Regions from separate parts of the Rattus norvegicus genome. Here region 2 is linked to region 1. The links are chromatin contacts, called in public Hi-C maps. All regions are on one chromosome and are shown on one strand. Each heading gives the region's core, a stretch centred on a gene start, on an enhancer-like site or on the middle of the called end of the contact. The rest is flanking DNA. Distances are from core to core; before and after follow the strand shown.

Region 1 (4,186 bases), core at 728-3,227:
GGGCTGGTAACTTCCCGAAATGCCTCAGATTCGTTGCATACTTGACTTTGAGTTACTTTTAGGTTGTTTTGCATTTAGAAGCCTGTCATGTTGTCAAATCTCTCCTGACCCCCCCCACCATTCAGCCATTGGATCCACAGTCTAATAAGCTGTGACCTTGTTAGTAGATTAGGACTAATCATGCTTTGTGCTTTTGGAACATGTGGGAGAATCCTCATGCATCCCACAAATACACAACATACACACACTGAGTGCACACACTGCCAACGTTCAGATTACAAAGTTGTCCTAGCTAGGGTTACTATTGGCTGTGATGAAACACCAATGGCAGCCTGCAGAGGAAGGGTTTGTTTGACTGCATAGTCCATTGAGGGAAACCAAGGCAGGAACTCAAACAGGGCTGGAGCCTGGAGTCCAGAGCTGGTGCTGAGGCCATGGAGGGATGCTGTTTCTGCCTTGCTCCTTATGTCTTGCTCAGCCTGCCTTCTTGTACAACCCAGAACCACCAGCCCAGGGACCCACCCACAATGGGCTTGCTCCTCCCCCATCAATCACTAATTAAGGTGAGCCCTACAAGCTCACCTGCAGCCAGAGCATATGGAGGAATTTTCACAATTGAGGCTCCCTCTTCTCTGATGACTCTAGCTTGCGTCAAGTTGACATAAAACTAGCCGGCACAGACGGCAGCTTATTGAAGCTTCTGGGATCCTTCATGCATAGCCTTGTACAACGAGAGCATGGTCAGAGAAAACTTGCTATGGCATGGAATGTCCTTAAAGGATCCTTCCTCCTGTTTCTGTTGGTAGAGGTTGTATCATCTCCTTGTCAAGCTTCTGTGTCCCCATCATTTTGAATTTTGTCTCTTTTCTTCCTTGAGTGCTATGCCTTTAAATGTCGGGGAAAGTCACATTCACATTCAGCTGCAAATTCTCCTCTCCAAACTTGTCTCTTCTTTTCCCTGATCCCACCTACCAGACCTCACAGGGGCTATGAAGGGAGGTCGGAAGTGATTGACAAACAAGACATTCTTGTTTCCTTTGGTTTGTTCTCATGAAGAGAGAGGACAGGGCAGGTTTGAAAGGGTTGAATTTGTTAAGTGGGCATAACCAGCCTTCTCTCCCAAGAATACAACAAGGAGGTGACCCTTTGGGGTGACTGACTCTCGGTTTCGCTCTGTGGTGAGAGTACAGAATCTCAGCACAAAATCAAGGCCAGGCTAACCTTTCGAAGCCTTTGTGCGATTAAAGACTATTTACCTGGGTTGGCAGGTGAAATTACGGCCTGGAGCTGAAAACATGGAGGGCGGCAAACAGAAGAATTAGTGCCCTGTTCAAATTAGATTTGCCGTTCAAGCAGAGAAACCTTTGCCTGTTAGGGCTGCTGAGGGCACCTTCAGGGGTCTACGGCCAAGGACAAGGTTGAGAAGCAGCAAATTCTTACCACATTTCATCAAGGGCTCTTACCTGCACCTGTTTCCAAATCCGACCAAGCCAGAAGAGCCCAGGAAAGTTCAGGTTCAATGGGCCACAAATTTCAAGCGTCTTCTTGGTTTTGGTTTTGTTTGTTTGTTTTTGTTTTTGTTGTTTTGTTTTTGGTTTTTTTTTGTTTTTGTTTTTTTTGTTGTTGTTGTTGTGGATCTGGTAACTATCTGGTTTGCCAGAAGACCTGCAGTTTTTTGGTTCCGGGATGCTTTTTTCTTTTTATTTCATTTAATTTTATCTTATTGTTTTATATGTAGGGGTATTTTACCTGCATGTATATCAGGGCACCACATACATGCCTACCGCATGTGGAAGCCAAAAAGAAGGGTCTTTGTTTCTTTAAATAGCAAGGAGACAGGCAAGAATTACCACACACACACACACACACACACACACACACACACACACAGAGTAAAGCATCTAGAAAACAGCTCTGTCACGCTGCTTCCAGTGGCCTTTGAAGGAGAAATAATAGAATCGGTGACTGAGCACTAAGCCACTCTGCATGACTCATTAAACTGCCATTTCCAGCGCTTTGCCTCGCACTGTACAAATGATAGAATCCTATTACAATCTATGCTAAGTTTAGGCGCTTTTCTATATGGAGGGCCTGTGGTTCCAGCACTCACTGAGCTGTGAGCACAGACATCATTTGAAACACGGACAGTCATAATGGAGCTAAACTTGACAAGCCACCCATGGTGCGTGAGCCAGCAGCCCAGGTCCCTTCCGTTGAGATGCACAATTAATTGCTACTCTTTTATTTATTATCTTTTCCCCCTCATTGGATACAGCTGACTTATTACTTCCTGGGATGAGACCGGGCCGTAGGGTGGGAATGAATAATTTTTAAATTATGAAGCAATTTCTTTGTTACAAACCTGGGCTCAGATGTAAATGCTAATCATTGCCTTTTCCCAGGACAGTGCCCTCTGAACTCAAAAAGACATTTGTTTTTCTCTCCTTCAGCCAGGGTGAGCAGGTCAGACTTGTCTAATCCTTGGCGGTCTCTGGTGGGTTTTTTTGTATTTTTTGTTGTTGTTGTTTTGTTTTGTTCCCCTTAATAAAGAAGCAGCCTCCCTGGCCAGGGACTTCTCCTGACCCCAAGTTTTCTTAAAACCTTCCTGATATTTAAATCCCACAGCCTGCTCCACTCTGCCAACTGACAGGTTTGCTCATCTGTGTGTACCATTCACCTGGGTCTCATCCAAACAGGTAAGGACTTTCTCTATCACCGTCTGTGGATTTGAATGGAGTGAAGTGGGGCTGACTGAGTCAACAGGTTTGGATTTCAGAGTCACCAGGAAATCATTTTTAATTGCTGCTTATTCAATGGCTCCCTCCACTGTGCAGGTGTTGAAGAAAAAAAAAAAAGAGTTACTGTTGGGAATTCAGTCTTTTGTCCTTGTTCCTGGTGAGGCACATTAAGAGTTCATCATGATCAGCAAAGCACTGTCAGCTTCTGCAGTAGGTCCTGAGTAGCTTCATGGGAACCTGTCCTGATGAGCAGAGGGGGAGCAGCCGCCTGGGGGAAGGGTTCAGGCTGGAGTGACCAAATCCAGCAATGCTACTGCTGCTCCCCTTTCAACGTGGATGTGTCTGAAGATGCCTCCTGAAGAAAAAGCAAGCTTCCTAACTATGAAAGCAATTGATCCTCTTGTGGGAAACCTCTTAGACTATGTAAAAATGAAAACCAAACTCTAATCCTGGGGTTCGGAAATAGCTACTACTTTTCCCATGGAGATCGCTCGTGGTTGCATGACAGCAGATCCCTTATCCAACCAGGATTGTTTTTTGTTGACAGGAATGGCGTGGTGCCCACTTGCAGTCCCAGCTACTTAAGAAGCAGAGGCAGGAGGATCATAAGTTCGAGGTAGCCTGGGCTATATAATGATGTCAAGGCCAACATGAACAACTTAGGGAGACCCTGTTGTAAAATAAGAATAAATATAAAGTGGTAATAAAGGCAGGGAGATAGAGTTGTGTGATAGAAGTTTCACTTAGCATTTGCAAAGCCCTAGGTTCAGCTCCTAGTACCAGAAAAGGAAGGAAGGGAGGAAGGAAGGAAAGAAAGAAGAAATGGGGGAGGAAGGAAGAAAAAGAAACGAGAGAAATGACACTAGCAGACATTTACAAAGCCTTCTAGGTCTCCTAAGTGCCTGCCGGCTAGCTCACTGGGTCCTTCAGCAGCCTATAAGTTTCAGTGGCTGGAGCTAAGTAGGAACTTATCCAAAGCCACAGCCAGTAAAGGCTGGACCAGATCGGATTCTGAGTCCTCAATACTTGCGATCATTTCTCTGTATTGCCTAAGATTCCATCTCTGGGGCCAGGTTCCACAGCCTACGAACGCAGGTGTTCTTTGCTTTTCTGACACTTAAAACCAAGCCCCCGTCTGGGGCTGGAACATTTTCCTCTCCCATTTCTGAGCTAGCAGCCGAAGAATCCACCAGGGTGACAGGCTAGTCCGCACAGGAGACTGGAATCCTTGACTTACAGTAGCGACTTTTAAGAGGACATTTGGATCAGAGGCATTCTGGCCATCTGTGGCACCGCAGGGTGGAGGAGCTCTTTGTAGCACCCTCCCAACGCTCTGTCTTCACAGGGTTAAATGGAAGAGGCTCTTGGGAGTGGGAGAGTAACCCAGACTGTAGTCCGAGCTAGGAATCCTGTAGCTTGTGTATTATTTGTGTCAGGGGTGAGGAGTT
Region 2 (4,197 bases), core at 1,538-4,037, 160 kb before region 1:
CCCAGTATATTTTCTTCTCTGAAGAACTTGAAAATGACACTGATCAAGGCTCAGAGCCTCCCTGGCCCACTTGTTGGTCTTGATGCAACACATAAAGTAAAGATCTCCCTGGCATTCTACAGCAGCCAGGACTTCCTAAAGCAGAAGCCAAAAGAAGCCAGCCAGCCAGCCAGCAGCCCCGGGCGGACAGAGCCCCCTGGCATCTGCACAGTAGCCTTCATGCCCCGCCCACCTCTCCCATTCTCCCTCCGAGCATCCTTCACACATCTGCTTCCGCCCTATTGGGCCGGGAGGCAGAATCCTCCTCTCCCCCGGGCGATGCTGCACAGGTCTCTGGAATCTTTCATCCAAATCCCAGTGTGAGCTTGGGGTCAGTCATGGTCTAAAACCACCAGGCAGAGCCTTCTTGGGGGAGAAGTTGTCTTAACAACTGAGTCTACTTTCGGTTAAGTCTGGTGGCTTTGGCTGTGGGAATATATGAAACTCATGACACAACTCAGCAACCCTGCCAACTCTTGCCATCCAATTAGTAAATGAGCGCCACTGTAACTTAAGGACGCGCCACTACCCTCGCTATTTCCCCTTGACACGGAGACAGTAAGTGATACTGTGGGAACCCTGAAGCCTGCCCTGCATAGACCATCAGCAAAAGGCAAGATTGACTCTTCTGAGGCCGCTCTACCCTGGAAGATTGGACTTTTGGGGAGGATGCATTCGGAAGTGATTTTTCCCCCAGCGATGACAACTTTCAGTATCACATAAGAAATGAAATTGAAGCATTGATCTTATTCTTCAAACCTAGGATCGCTTCAATATTAAAATTAACATATAAATCTAGCATCCATCTTCTCCCCGACTGCCTTCTGCTGAGTGAATGCACATAGAAAGAATGAATCACTGAGACGGTGTGCAGTGAGATCAAGTTCATTTTTCAAATCCGTTCGTTCAAACGCAGTCAGAGTCTGTTTCGTGGGCACCCGACAAATGTTTCCAAGATGCTCCCCTTTCACTGACTTGGTCCAGATCGATTTACAGGGCAAGCAGGAGGACCCTGAGAGGGGAGTCTCTGTGGAGCAAATCCTAGAATATCTGGCTGCTGCATCCACTCTTTCCTACTGCAGTTTCTCCTCATAAAATGTAAATATGCAAAATGACTCATTAGACAGCTTTTAGTTAACCTACCAACCTCCATCCGGAACCACTCCTGCCCCGTGCCTGGTGTCTACCTGGCCATCTCCTCTTATTTAGGACCACGTGCATGCCTTGCCTCTTGATGAGTTGATGAAACTACTTCCACCCCACTATGAAGACTGCTGATGCTTTTCCAAAATCCAAACCGGCAGGGTAAAAACCGTTGTCAAATGTCACTGGTAAACTTAGAAATGTAGAATAACTAGAAGGCTTCACAGCACGTTCCTTCTCCTGGGCATAAGGGGGACCACCTATTTGTACTATTATCTGGTGTTTTACTAATGTGAAGTTTCCAGAAACAGACATTTCTGTCTCTGTGTACCCAAGTGTATACCCACCTAGTAAATAACCCTGTGTGTATGAGACTTAGAGAATGCACTCAGGTGCTTACCCAGTGAGGTTTACCTTACCAGGTAAAGGTAGACTGAGAATTTCAGTTTAAGAGTTTATAACCCTCGATTCTTTCACTCAGCACAGGTCTGAGAAGAAAAGCACCATGGGAGAGAGAGAGAAACCGTTCTCTAATCTAGTGAATTCACAAATTACCTCGAGAGGGCAATCATGTGTACTGTCCCGGAGGCCAGAGATTCTGACTTCATGGCAAGATCTGTTCAGGAATTTGCCTTGGAAATGTAGCCCCAGGATGCACAAACCACTTTGAGACAGAAGGATTACAGAACAACTAACAGGTTCTCGACAAATTAGATGAAAGAAGCATTTAACTAAAATTGGGAGTAGACAGAACCTCACCAGAAGGGAACAGAGAGACTGAAGTTCAATGTGAATCAACTTCTAATCAGACCGGACGAGCTTCCAGGTCAAAGAGTGAATATCGCCAAGTCCACAGCCAAGCACCCAGTTGCTATGTGATGGTTGGAATTCTTCTGGAAGAGGTGATTTCCCCCTGACCACAATATCCAGATGTTTACCTGCATGGGGAAGAGACGCTGAGTACTTATGGTCAGGTATACCCAGCTCACTTGAGCTCTATGTGATATAACAGGATGATCTTGGGTCAGAATCTGAGAAGTTGTACCTCTTTAACCAGAGGGGCTTGACTACTAGGAATGCAGAGGGAACCGGATATAGGAACCTAGGAACCCACTCTCACTCAAGAGCCCAGCCCTCTCTTATCTCACCAAAATATTTCTTTCTTCGAAAGGTAACATAGGGTGTGGGGAGGGACCAGACCCTCACCAGCACACAAGTAAACTGTCTCACGGATATTTCTGTTTTGCCGTCCTCCATAAGAAGTCTAAGACATTGATGACCCATGTCAACCAATTCTCGGTCCTTTGGGGACCATTCACCCTGAAGTAACATCTATAGGCAGACTTCGTAACAGCTTGGTTCAAACATATCATCGACACCACTTGTTAAACAAAGGTAGGAAAACCAGGAGAATTCAAATGTCTTTTAAAATGCATTTGCCCTGGGTGGACTCAGACACTAGACACCAGGGCCATGTCACATCTTTAAGTTCAAAGGGCAAGTTATTCTCTTTCGCTTTTCTGGAAGCACCAACGTTTACACAGAGCCTCAACACCAAAATGGTATTTACTTCCAAGCACTCTGGTATGTTAACTATGTCCACGCAAAATACATTAATAGTCCAAGCATCACAAAGAAATCTTTCTCAAGATTGCCCATCCCAGAGGCACCGTGCGGAAACAAAGATGAGATTCTTCTTTTGAATAAGACCCTTCCTCCAGAGCCATTCTGGGCTTGAAGGAGTCTCAGGGTGAGCTGTGATCCTTCTCCCACCACACAAGAGCCCCTCAAAGCTGACACTTGTTGAGGGGTGCTCCCTACATCTCCTCATGTGGACGCCCTTCTGTTCTGACTGTTCTCTTTCCCTTTTAGATTCATAAGGTGTGATGGTCTCACCTAAGCAGTCATCACCCCCTCTCAAGCATTCCGGAGAACAGGAACAGTAAGTTATAGTATGGCCAGCCCAAGAATGCTTTCCCAGAGAAGCAGGGCGGGGGTGGGGAATGGGAGTGGGGGAAGCCCCGAATGCTTTGCCTTATACTAGAGTCATCCAAATGGAAATGGGGAACTGACGCCTATATTCTGAATGTGACGCTTAGACTGCTGGACTGCCAGGGCGACAGTGTTCACACACTTCATGTACCCAATGGGTTTCGTGTCAGGTCTCTACTGGACACACTTTGCTTCTTTCTCTCATTCAGTTGTATCCTGTTAGTAGTTTCCCATTTTCACTGTGTTTTGCTGCCAGTGTTCAGTTTGGAGTGCGAGGGAGTGAACCAGAGACCACACCTGCCGAACCCAGGCCCCGCCAGTACAGGAAATGCCCAGTTTAAGACATGTCCCCATTGAACGGTATCTCGGTTTTGGACCCAGGCATTAGTAGGGAGATCTTCCTTCCATCAAGCAGAGAAGACATCAACCAAGATCATGTCCTTAGTTTATTTTTCTAGAGTCCTTACTTAGCATGCTACATTAACCTGACAAAGCTTAATCTTGTGTTCGTTTCCGCGGCGACACGTTTCATGCAGTTCACAGCTGGGGTTGGCTTTATACTGACATTACACATGTTTCGATTCGGCCACGTGAAAAGAATGATTCTTAATGGAGTTTGTCTCTGAAAACTGTCCGAGCTTAAATATGAGCCTGTGCCGTCCGAGCTAGCCTGAGTGCAGTCTCTCTTTAGAACGGGAGTAACATGAGTGTCCCTACTCTTTGTCGGCTGGCAATAGAGCCACTCCCTAAGGTTTCCGGTATCCTGAGGAATCCTCTTTTACAAAATGGCATTCAAGTATACTATTTCACGGAACATTCCAGGTTGAACTTAGGAGTAAAGCTGACCCCCACCCCCAATTAAATCCCCCACTGGCCCGGCCTCCCCAGGCAGTCCTCAGCTTTAAACTCATTTACAACATTCAGCACTAAATCCACAGAGCAGAGCTATTTGGCATTTTCCAGTGAAGTGCAGGAAATTAAATAAGTTATGTTTTTATTGCTAATGTATAAGACTACCAAGCA

Evidence for each region. A called contact is a pair of places that touch in the nucleus more often than the background predicts.
Region 2: a Hi-C map of the A7r5 cell line shows a contact between it and region 1, with 4 times the contacts expected there. The contact joins two enhancer-like sites. A contact is called at or near these places in 9 of 12 Hi-C or Micro-C datasets (the A7r5 cell line, the Rat2 cell line, Schwann cells and 5 more).

What each region holds. Positions count from the first base shown.
Region 1 is chr1:232,525,477-232,529,662 of GRCr8, reverse strand. No RefSeq gene overlaps it. Among named protein-coding and RNA genes, the nearest start is that of Dmrt1, 42 kb to the left of the region's middle. Within about 2 kb of position 1,977, at least 6 of the 93 cell types and tissues checked have an H3K27ac peak or open chromatin away from gene starts, as enhancers often do. A contact at or near this core is called in the A7r5 cell line, where this site is marked.
Region 2 is chr1:232,688,246-232,692,442 of GRCr8, reverse strand. Dmrt3 (doublesex and mab-3 related transcription factor 3) reads right to left here. Exons shown (of 2, transcript NM_001106358.1): 2 at 3,610-4,197. Among named protein-coding and RNA genes, the nearest start is that of Dmrt3, 15 kb to the right of the region's middle. Within about 2 kb of position 2,787, at least 2 of the 93 cell types and tissues checked have an H3K27ac peak or open chromatin away from gene starts, as enhancers often do. A contact at or near this core is called in the A7r5 cell line, where this site is marked.